3 separate regions of the Sus scrofa genome follow, and all the other regions are linked to region 3. A link is a contact called in public HiChIP or PLAC-seq data. All regions are on one chromosome and are shown on one strand. Each heading gives the region's core, a stretch centred on a gene start, on an enhancer-like site or on the middle of the called end of the contact. The rest is flanking DNA. Distances are from core to core; before and after follow the strand shown.

Region 1 (3,571 bases), core at 509-3,008, 490 kb before region 3:
AGCCACCAGCCTACACCACAGCCAGAGCAACAGGGGTTCTGAGCCTCGTCTACAACCTACACCGAAGCCTATAGCAATGCCGGTTCCTTAATCCACTGAGCAAGGCCAGGGATCGAACCCGTGTCCTCATGGATACTAGTCAGGTTCATTACCACCGAGCCACAGCAGAACTCCAAATAGGATGTATCTTTTACTCCCAGGTCACGTTTTCTTATTCAGCATTTTATGGTAAATTTATCTGTAAATTCTTAACCTTTGGCAGCTTTTCTACAGTGTAAATTAGTTCTCAAGTTTTTTTTTTTTTTTTTTTTTTTTTGTCTTTCACAAGAAAAGTATTCTAGTGGTGGTATAGGAAACAACTTTATTGGGATATAATTCACAGACCATACAATTCACCCATTTAAAGTGTACTATTCAGTAGTCTTTACTATACCCATGGAGTTGGGGCCAGGGATCAAGCCTGTGTCCTCAAGAATGCTAGTCAGATTCGTTTCTGCTGAGCCACAATGAGAACTCCTGCTGCTGCTACTCTTTATGAAGCCTCCTCTGTACTGGGTACTACGCTAGGTGCCATCCATACAAGTAGTTCCAAGTTTCACAAAAGCCTACAAGGTAAGACACACTGTCTCTGTTGGGCAGGCAAAGAAACTCTTGCAGAAAGATTAAGGAACCTGCCTAAGGACCCATAGCGAGTGGGAATTCTGAGTTTCAAAACCAGGTCTCTGCTCCTTTTAGTCTATGTTCTTCATACTTTCTTTTAACATCATGTTAGTTGAAAAAACAGATGAAAATAGCAAAATACAACTACTGTTTCTAGTTTCAAGGAGGTAACAATGTTGACTAGAGACATCTGGAATGTGAAGACTGGCTGCTCATCAAGGCTACTCATTGACTCTGGGGTGCAAAGACAGAGGTAAGAAGAAAGAGGTGGCTCCAACTATGCCTTTAATATTCATTTGTTTAAAGTGCACACACACCCAACTGCAGCAACTATGGTAAAATATTAACATTTGTTAAACACATGCAAAGGTTTTATGCTGTTCACTAGACTATTCTCTAATATTTTCCCTCTGTGTTTTTCTGTATGGTTGAAATATTTCCTTAAAAATAAACATGTGCTGGGAGTTCTCTTGTCACAGCGGGTTAGGGATCTAGTGCTGTCACCACAGCTGCTTGGGCTGCTGCTGTTGTGCAGGTTCCATTCCTGGCCCACAAACTTCCACATGCCGCAGGTGTGGCCAAAAAAAAAAAAAAAAAAAAAAAGTGCTACTGAATAAATACTTGTGGGAGGCTTTATGGAACCAAAGAAAGATAATAGGATTAGGGAGTCTGGAGATTCAGAGCCCAGTCGTAACTAGTCATTAACCAGCTGTAACCTTTCTAGAGTTTAAGAATTTACCAACTAAGATCAGACCACAAGATGGTATTTCAGGGCCATCCAGAATGAACATTATTATTTTTTTATTAATGCTTCTACGTAAAAGCTACAGTCCCACAAGAGAAACATAATGTCAAAAATACAAAGCTCAACGGGATCCACAAACTCTAATTACTAAATCTGCAGAGTACCTCCCAATAGTCTCTTTGCATAAAATATTCTTTGTACATCTATAATCCAGTGACTTCCAGTTTTAAAATGTGAGAATCCTTTCTCATCTGTCTACAACAGCAAATGTAAATCACTTTAGCATACAGTTCACCTCCTTTAAAAAAAAAAAAATCACTCTCTACTTACACAGTCCTATGAGCAAGGGAAAAAGCTAGAGACAATCGATGCCTATCAATGTATTAAGCCACAAATGTGCTAATAAACTACAAATAGCAGCCATGTGAAAATTCCCAAATAAAGTCTACCAAAAGGTACCACAGGGTTTACTCTGAAGTAGGTATTTGGATTTGCAGCTTGACCTCAGGAATCTCCTCAAGTGACCTATGGCCAAGTTGTGATCAAACAATCTCTGTACTAATATCCTCTAGGAGACTGAGGTCTCCCCAGTAGCTTTTGACCAGTGTCATATGTTCCTTAATTCCCTTTAATTATTTGTTAGAAAAATTTCTTTCCAACCATTTGCTCACCATTCCTATTCACTGAATGTCCATATACTCATCTCAAGACAAAACAAACAAAAACCTCAGCCAGTGAATACATTTAAAAAATGAGGAGGTGTTTTGTTTTGTTTTGTTTTGGCTGCACCCACGCATGTGGAAGTTCCCCAGGCCATGGATCAGACCTGGGCCATGGCAGCGACCCAAGGGGCTACAGTGACAGCACTGGATCCTGAACCTGCTGCACCACAAGGGAACTTCCAGGGGAAGGTTTTGAAACTTGCAAAGCGCTGATTCATGCTTATGTTTAGGTTTTGCTTCCATGACTGTCTTTGGAGACACAAAGTCCCTCTAAGAATACTAGCCACCCTAGCCTATCTACTGGAGATGGGATCAGGTGTGACTCTAACTCCACTGTCTGGCATAAATTACCAATGGGAATTAACTATAGCACACAGTTGGAGAAAGTGATACAAAGTGACAGAACATTCTAGGAATAGAATGGGAAGGAAGAAAAAAAAAGACTTCATTCAGTAGGTGGCACTCTTTCCTTAAAAATGTAACTTAGGCAACTATTACCATCAAAGATGTCATCTGCTCACTAATCACTTGAAAGAAGAGAAGGCACATTAATTCTGATAGCCTGTCCCAAATATAGCCTGAATCATTACCTTCAGTCTATCTAAATAATGTGTTCTCATTTCAGTGGAATCTGTAGGTGTTCATAAATATGCCATTTTTTTTTTCCACTGTAGCAAAAGCTACAATTTAGAAGAACCAAATAATTGCATTTATTTTAAACTGGCAGGTTGTGACTTATAATTTAGCATGATAATGCTTCAAAAGACAGTTTCACCCTAACATTTTTCTAATCCTAATGAATTCAACTATAAAAGCATAATCTGAATGCAAATGTGGCAAAGAACTAACTTGCAATATATAAATTGTATTATTGTTTTAGTTTTGTTTTAAAACATGACAGCAACTCTTCTTTTTTTTTCAGTAACTTTAAATAAGCATGCATGTGAAATTCTTTTTAACCAAATAACTGACTAAATGCATTAGCATTCTGGCTCAATCTCAAACTTTCAACTGAAAAACAGAAACAAAGCTGGCAATTAATAAAATGTGAGTTTAGTATACAGAAGAAGCAAAAAATAAAATTTGTCTAGTTTTCCTTAGATAGATCTCTTGGTCTCAATACCATGTAGTTCCACCTAATCACTCAAGTTCTAAGTTTCCCTTTCCTTGGAAAACCTATCCCAGAAGTTTCCTTCAGCCTCCCTCACAGGACAAAGCCCCTCTAACTCAGTGTGTGTGTGGCAGGAGCAGCTGGGGGTGGGGTCCTTCTTCTGTCCCAACTCAGCAAACAGCACTCTGTTATAATGGCTTCTTATTTATCTGTTGCCAACATTTGACTGTGAGATCCTTGAGGGCAGAAATGAGTCTTAATTGTATGTTCCCTGCCCTAGCATAAAGCTTGGCATATGGCAGATAATGAATAAATATGTGCTGAACAAAGGAA
Region 2 (3,524 bases), core at 385-2,884, 380 kb before region 3:
GGATTTTACAAGATGGTGAATGGAACAGTTGTTTTCAACTGTAAAATCTGTGAGCTGTCGCATAAGCCTTAATGGTTCCCACTAGTGAGAGTGCCCAGGTCCTGAGTGAGAGTTGTACGCTTATTACATATTGATTATGTTTTAGGTAAGAAATATCATGTTCTGTTTCATCTTTTGCTTCTCTATTTTCTGTGAGATTTTGTTTTTTGCCCTCTTCAATTTTGCTAACTATGAGGCAATTCATGGATTTAACTGGACAGATTGATAAGGGATTATATTACAAATTGGGACCATGACCTTGGAAAAATAATCTGTTTGAGGATTGGAGGTTATTATATTTTTTCGTTTAACTGAATTTTAATGAGTTATTTCAATAAAATATTCAAGAGTTAGAAAGGCAGTTAAGAATCCCCAACTGTGCATCCTCTGAAGTTCAAATGTTTTCAGATTCGGGCTCAGATTATAACTAGTCACAGCCATTTGTGCCTAGTCAGGGATTGTCATTCCTGACAGACATAAATTATATAAAGCCTACAAGTTATCCACTCAATGTGCTGAACACAAAGCTCCCATAAAAATGAACAATACATGTATCATATGAAACACGATAAAGGATGATACACTCCACTGGGATGTTTTGATAAAGCTAGTTTGGAGAAATCAGTTTTGCCAACCCTCAGTTAGCAAAGATCTATGATTCAAAACAGGATTTCCTGTATGCTACCAGAAACATCCGTGACTCTTGTTTTTTTTTTTTTTTTTTTTTTTTTTCTTGGCCGGTTCTGCTAAATTTCCCCATTTGGAACTTTCAGTCTCTTGCACACATTTTTCCCAAGCCCCGCATATAGTATGTGGGGCTCTGCCTTGCAGAATGGCACCTCGCCAAAAGGAAGAGTGAAGGCCTGATATCTAACCATGTGCCCTCTCAAGTTTGTGTGTATTCAGAAAAAGGGGTACTTCTTCCTAATTTGTATAAAGTTGCATGGCTAACAGAGGCTCTACTGGCCTCTCAATGTCTTTTCTTATCTGTGTTCTCCCCCATACCCTATTTTTCTCTGTCTGGTCACCCTCTTAACATCTATGCCTCTCCAGCTGTCCACAGGCCATTCCGAAGCTCCCTCACCTTCTTGTTTCCAAGGAACCACTTCTAACTCCAATATCTTTTATAAGATCTATTCACATGTATTCTTAATAGCATCATTCAAAATGCATGAGGGAAAACAAACTTCACTGGCTCAATGTGTTGATTTTCATAACTATAAAAGGGGAAAGCTAGGTTGAGCTGAAATGTAAAATTATCAAGAGCAAAACAGGAAACAAATGTTTGCTCAGCCAACCATTTCCTACTGAGGGCTCTCGGTGGAACGTGGTCTATGAAGAGTTGGCTGTTCAGCCTTAAACAGATTGAAGTGATCCGTGGCAGGGGGAAGAACACCAAAGCCAAGGGCTGCCTGGAAGCGCGGGGGAGCGCCAGACCCCTGAGCTGCTGCAGAAAGGCTGACTGTGAGGGCCCGCATCTGTGTTGAAGGGAAGTCTTTGAAAGCTATCTTTTTAACAGGATGATTGTGAAAGCTACGAAGAGGAAAAAAAAAAAAAAAAAAAAAAAAAGGCAGCACAAAACTGCCACTTGAGCATTGCTTCCTGTCCATGTCGCTCTAGCTCTTTGCTGACGGATATTCTTAGGCCTTCTTTGGCTTCAAAGGTTTCCTCTTTTCTATTTTTGGTAGCAGAACGTGGATTTAGATCTGCCTTACCCCTCTCGACTACTAGTCTGTGCCCCCAAAGAGAGTAGGGCTGCTGTTTTCTGTTAGAGATCAGTTCTCTTTCTTTTCAGCACCTCCAAATGATTTTTAATATTAAGGACATAGATTTATGGGAAGGAGTCATTGAGTTTTCAAACTGATTTGTAGTCTCCTAATTTGCACATTCCTTTCTCTAACAGGGGCATCTCAGAGATCATCTCCAGTAACAGGGGCTTGACTTCTGTGATGAGTGAGAGAATCCAGGTTGGGGAAACAGCCCCAGAACGACCAAAAAGTAAGCAAGGATGATTTGCATTGGAGTAACATGGAATTGATTAAGCACAATCCCATTTGGGAAAGAAAGAACTGATGCCTCTGTAATCTAAGATTAGCTTAATTTACACGGACTACAACAAAAACTGCAAGTTTTTGGAGTGCTCTGTAATGCTGAGGACCCTGACCTGTGGAAAGGAAAACACATTATGTCAAAGCAGCATTTCTAATTTCATGGGTGTTTAGTTTCATGCCCTCTATTTCTCAAGTCACTTCTGTTTTTCCTGATTTCATGACCACCCACCCAACTCTGCTGGCCCACGAATAATAACAACCTTGCACGAGTTGTCTTTTATGTCCATAAAACCCAACTTTCTTTTTTTTTTTTTTAATTTTTAAAGAAGTATTTAGTCCTCCCATAAAAATATGGGGCCGCCCACTTGGCTGAAGGCAGAGCTGGGGCCCAAGAATGCTGCCCTGCAGCCCAGCTGCCTCTGCCCACGTGGTCTTCAGCAGGGTCCCTCTCAGGGCTTTAAAAGGGTGACAATCTTATGCTTGAAGAGGATTATCCTGGCAAGTTGTAAACTGAAGAATCAGGCGGGTCTCCCCACCACCCCCAAGGTTATCCACATGCATCTGCATCTGGTTTGACCTTCACAACCCTCTAGAAACCATGAACCCACACCCCATGAATATTCTCCTTGTGCCATTGGTTTTATTTTGTTTTGCAAAGAGCAAAACGAACAGAACATTTTGGGATTGAGGGGGAGGGGTGGCATTTGGAGAATTAATTCTAGGCACTTTGCAAATGGATAACTGACAAGGAAAAAGCCCCTAGTCTAGGTCACAGTAGTGGGTTTCCAGTACTGGAGAAGGTGTCTTTAAATATATTTTACATAATGGGTTTGAGCAGCAGGCAGCATTATCTGCTAAGTGGCTGTAGTGACAGTGAGCTAAAAAGCTACATAATGGAGTTAAAAAGAAAGCCTCCCTTAACTTTTTTTTCCAGAGCATTTTTACCCTGCGGAATTTTTTAGGGGTTATTTTAAATGTGTCCCAATGTCAGACTTGTTCAGAAAGAGCGTTTGTGTCTCCCAAGAGAATGATGATTTGCGCTCCCTCCCTCTCTCAGCAAAATGTTAACTTTTAATAGACTATCTAGCCTTTTCTGTATAGAGTGTGTCCTCCCTCAGAATTCCTATGCAAATATTCAAACTCTGGGACTGGGAGAAGGTTAAAAGGAATTGAAGAAGTCTATAGTGGCTCTTTCTGAGATGCACTCCAACACTTGGCAGGATGAGGTGTTCATAGCAGGTGCTGGATTTGCTATAAATGGACAATTTATAAACAGAGCTGACAACTGGGAAAACAGAGCGGTGGGGAATGCTGGCATTCCAGGGGCCAGCGGTTGATTTCCTATCAGATGGTCCTCAGCATGGAATTATTGATAGCCACTGCTCTGAAAGCAAGCCAGTTGGCTGACGCATAAAAGGGCCGTACCTCAATTCA
Region 3 (3,220 bases), core at 325-2,824:
TTATCCCTTGCTAAGTTTCTCTCTAGCACTTCACACAAGATTTATTCCCTCCTTACCTGTCCACTGCCCTCCCACATCAAATCTGCAGCTGCTTTCATTCCCCAAACCTTCTCATCACCAAAAGATGGGCAATGGTAATATTAGAGGAATTTCTTGGTGGATTATAAAATGTTACATTAGAAGTTCCCATCATGGCTCAATGGTTAACGAATCCGACTAGGAACCATGAGGTTGCGGGTTCTATCCCTGGCCTTGCTCAGTGGGTTAAGGATCCGGCGTTGCCGTGAGCTGTGGTGTAGGTTGCAGACGCGGCTCGGATCCCACGTTGCTGTGGCTCTGGCGTAGGCCAGTGGCTGTGGCTCCATTAGACCCCTAGCCTGGGAACCTCCATATGCCGCGGGAGCGGCTCTAGAAAAGGCAAGGGGGTTGGATGAGGTAATCTTCAAAGCCCCATCCTCAGAAATTCTCTAATTTGCTGCATCTCTGTTTAGTGCACAGTTCCACAAATGAATCATCATTTTTAATATGCATTTGTTAAAGACATGAAGATGGCCAGTACAAGTGAGGTAAGACTAACTAAATGAACACCTCAGCTACCATATTGGAGTTACCCCTGAATTTATCTTTCAGTTGGCCTGTGCAGATAATAAACAAAGAAATAAATATCAGTGGCCTGAGTTTTACATGATTAGCATTTTGCCATTCCCAGAGCTACCATATGGATCAAATTCAGTTGGTATCCCAAGGACTCCAGGGCTGCCTTAGAAAAATAATCTGGCATACCAACATCTAAGAAGTCTGCAGAAGCCAGACTCCAGGAAATAGGCACTTTGACAGAGTTACAAGCATGGATGCCTAAGGGAGGAGAAGCCTGGAAGCATTGTTTAAAGTAGCTGCTTAGTGATTGAGCATGAAGAAATGCTTTCACTTGACAGGGTGAAATTACCCTACCTAGAAATGTCTGGGTGGCATTTGAAGCTGACAGACAGTAACGAGTGCTGGTTAGAAAAAAAAAAAAAATGGTATTTTCATGCTCTAGTAATTGCTAGAGACACATCTTCATTCTATATTTATATATTTACACCTATATTAAGAAAGTAAAAAAAAAGAAACAAGGAAAGAGGAAGGACAGGAGGGAGGGAGGAGGGAGAGTTTCTACCATGTTCCCTGTTTCCAAAGACTCCTGTATTGTTTAAAAAGCTAAGAGTTGTTGATCTAGTATGTGCATGCCAGGCTTAGTGCCAAGTGCCTTTACATGTCCTAGCTCATTTCACCTTTACAACAACTATTTGAGGTCGATTGCATTTTTCCCACTTCTTAATATGCTGAAACCAGGGAAATCCCAGGCAAACAGGTACAAGTTAGTTATCCTACAAGAAAGCAAAAATTGAAAGAAACCCTTCTCTACTTGTTTACAAAGCTTGTCCAGATTAAGTGAAGGGACATCACAGTGTATAAAGACAAAAGCTCTGAAAGAACTGGTTCTTTATTTCCGCTGATAGAAGCTAGAAGACCTTGAGCAAGTCACATGACTCACTGGGCATTCCCTTCCTTCCTGAAATGATGAGGGTGGACTGGATAAACAGTTCTCCACCCTGGCTGCTAGACACTAGAATCACCCAAGGAACTATGAAAAAATGCCAGTGCCTAAACCCCACCCTGACCAGTCCCTGACCAACTGAATCTCAGAATATCAAGGGTTGGGATAAAGTATCTAGCTTTACTGAAGAAAATAAAGCATATATGTCCCTACTTCCTCCTAGAGCTAACAGTGTAGTGGGAGAAGAAAAAGGCATATATAAAAAACACTGCAGTAAGTGCTATTAAGGGAAAGGATAGTGTTAGGAGAGAGAAAACTAAAGAGAACATTGACTTAAAATGGGCAGTGTGGGTCTGGGAAGACCGTTCCGTGTGTTGGAAGAACAGGAAGTGGGAGCTGGCCGGGCAGAGTGCAGAGGAAAGAGCTTTCCAGTCAAAGGGAACAAATTTGCTTGGTTAGATGTAAATTAAATTTGACTGTTCCCACACTTTTGTATATATATTCTTATATGTTTGTATATATGAATAACTTGTTTGAAGACCCAGATCCAGAGAAGAGAGGTGCAAAGGAGAGTACAGACCGATGGTCAGAGTGGCACAAGGTTGGCTGGGGGAGGTCAGCAGAGCCAGAACATGTCATGTGGAGGATTTTAGATTTTTATCGTTAAGTACAATGGCAATAGCAAGCCAGTAACATTCAGATTTGTCTTTTTAAAAGATCACTTGTGTTTATGTGTGGAGAATGCTTTGGTTAGGGCTAAAGGAAAAAGAGGAAAACAGAGTTATTGCAATAATTTGAGTGAAGCTTTTGTTCCTTGGTGATGCCAAGTTTTAGCACAATTCTGGGTACCTGTGGAGACGAAATTAAGAACAGAAGTACAGGACACAAGAAGTTTGACAGAATGCAAGTGACATAACTCATTAAAAATCAGGAAATTGCTTTTTACTGAATTTAGATGACTGCCTTTGGCTTAATCCATGCTATTCTAATTGGCCTGGGTTTATCCTGTCCCACAAAAGCTCACTGAATCACCCTGCCCCCGTTCCTAGTTGCTCTCCCATTGTGTCCCTTTTTCCTCGTCATTGTTTATGTGTCTGTGCCAAGCCTTAGGATGGCATTCTGCCTTGGAGATCCCACTTTCATCCTTGCAAGTGTTCGCATTGTGCACCAGAGCGTGGTTGGAGGAAGACTCTAATTGCACCAGAGTTTGACCAGGCACTGATTTTTTAGCTTTTTGTCCCCTGGTTGCTTGGCTAGTCCACTGGCTTCAGTCCATTTCCTAATGGAGAGGTGTCACCTTTACAAAAGCATCACCTCAATTGGCACTAATTACTACCTTTCAGAACCATCATCACTCAAAGGCTCAGGACTGAAAGGTCAGCAGGAAAATGAACTTCCACTCACACCTTCTGGGGTGGTCCCTGGCTTCTGACCATGCAGAGGACAAGGGCTAATGGATAACAGACCTTTGTGCCTTTCTGCTCTTAGACCAGATGTTACTTGAGAAATCACCCTTAAGACATGAATCCTCAGCTCCTGAGATGACTGAACTCACAGAAGAGCTCAGTCTTGTTAAAGTTCTATTCCTGTCTCAGTTTCCCATGAGTCCTGGTCTCTCCACCCCTAACCCTCACCCCCAACCTCCAGAGGGTTCCAACTGCATACAGTCCTGGTAAAGGA

Evidence for each region. HiChIP or PLAC-seq counts read pairs in DNA pulled down with a chosen protein or histone mark.
Region 1: an H3K27ac HiChIP or PLAC-seq map of alveolar macrophages shows a contact between it and region 3. The contact joins two enhancer-like sites. A contact is called at or near these places in 4 of 47 Hi-C or Micro-C datasets (alveolar macrophages, blood, embryonic fibroblasts and 1 more) and 1 of 2 datasets of contacts at active chromatin or transcription factors (alveolar macrophages).
Region 2: an H3K27ac HiChIP or PLAC-seq map of alveolar macrophages shows a contact between it and region 3. The contact joins two enhancer-like sites. A contact is called at or near these places in 1 of 47 Hi-C or Micro-C datasets (epiblast stem cells) and 1 of 2 datasets of contacts at active chromatin or transcription factors (alveolar macrophages).

The regions. Positions count from the first base shown.
Region 1 is chr16:35,895,723-35,899,293 of Sscrofa11.1, reverse strand. The region is part of intron 1 of MAP3K1 (mitogen-activated protein kinase kinase kinase 1); the gene reads right to left. Among named protein-coding and RNA genes, the nearest start is that of MAP3K1, 25 kb to the right of the region's middle. Within about 2 kb of position 1,758, at least 15 of the 83 cell types and tissues checked have an H3K27ac peak or open chromatin away from gene starts, as enhancers often do. A contact at or near this core is called in alveolar macrophages, where this site is marked.
Region 2 is chr16:35,793,906-35,797,429 of Sscrofa11.1, reverse strand. No RefSeq gene overlaps it. Among named protein-coding and RNA genes, the nearest start is that of MAP3K1, 77 kb to the left of the region's middle. Within about 2 kb of position 1,634, at least 34 of the 83 cell types and tissues checked have an H3K27ac peak or open chromatin away from gene starts, as enhancers often do. A contact at or near this core is called in alveolar macrophages, where this site is marked.
Region 3 is chr16:35,410,810-35,414,029 of Sscrofa11.1, reverse strand. All of the region lies in intron 4 of ANKRD55 (ankyrin repeat domain-containing protein 55), which reads left to right. Among named protein-coding and RNA genes, the nearest start is that of ANKRD55, 250 kb to the left of the region's middle. Within about 2 kb of position 1,574, at least 7 of the 83 cell types and tissues checked have an H3K27ac peak or open chromatin away from gene starts, as enhancers often do. A contact at or near this core is called in alveolar macrophages, where this site is marked.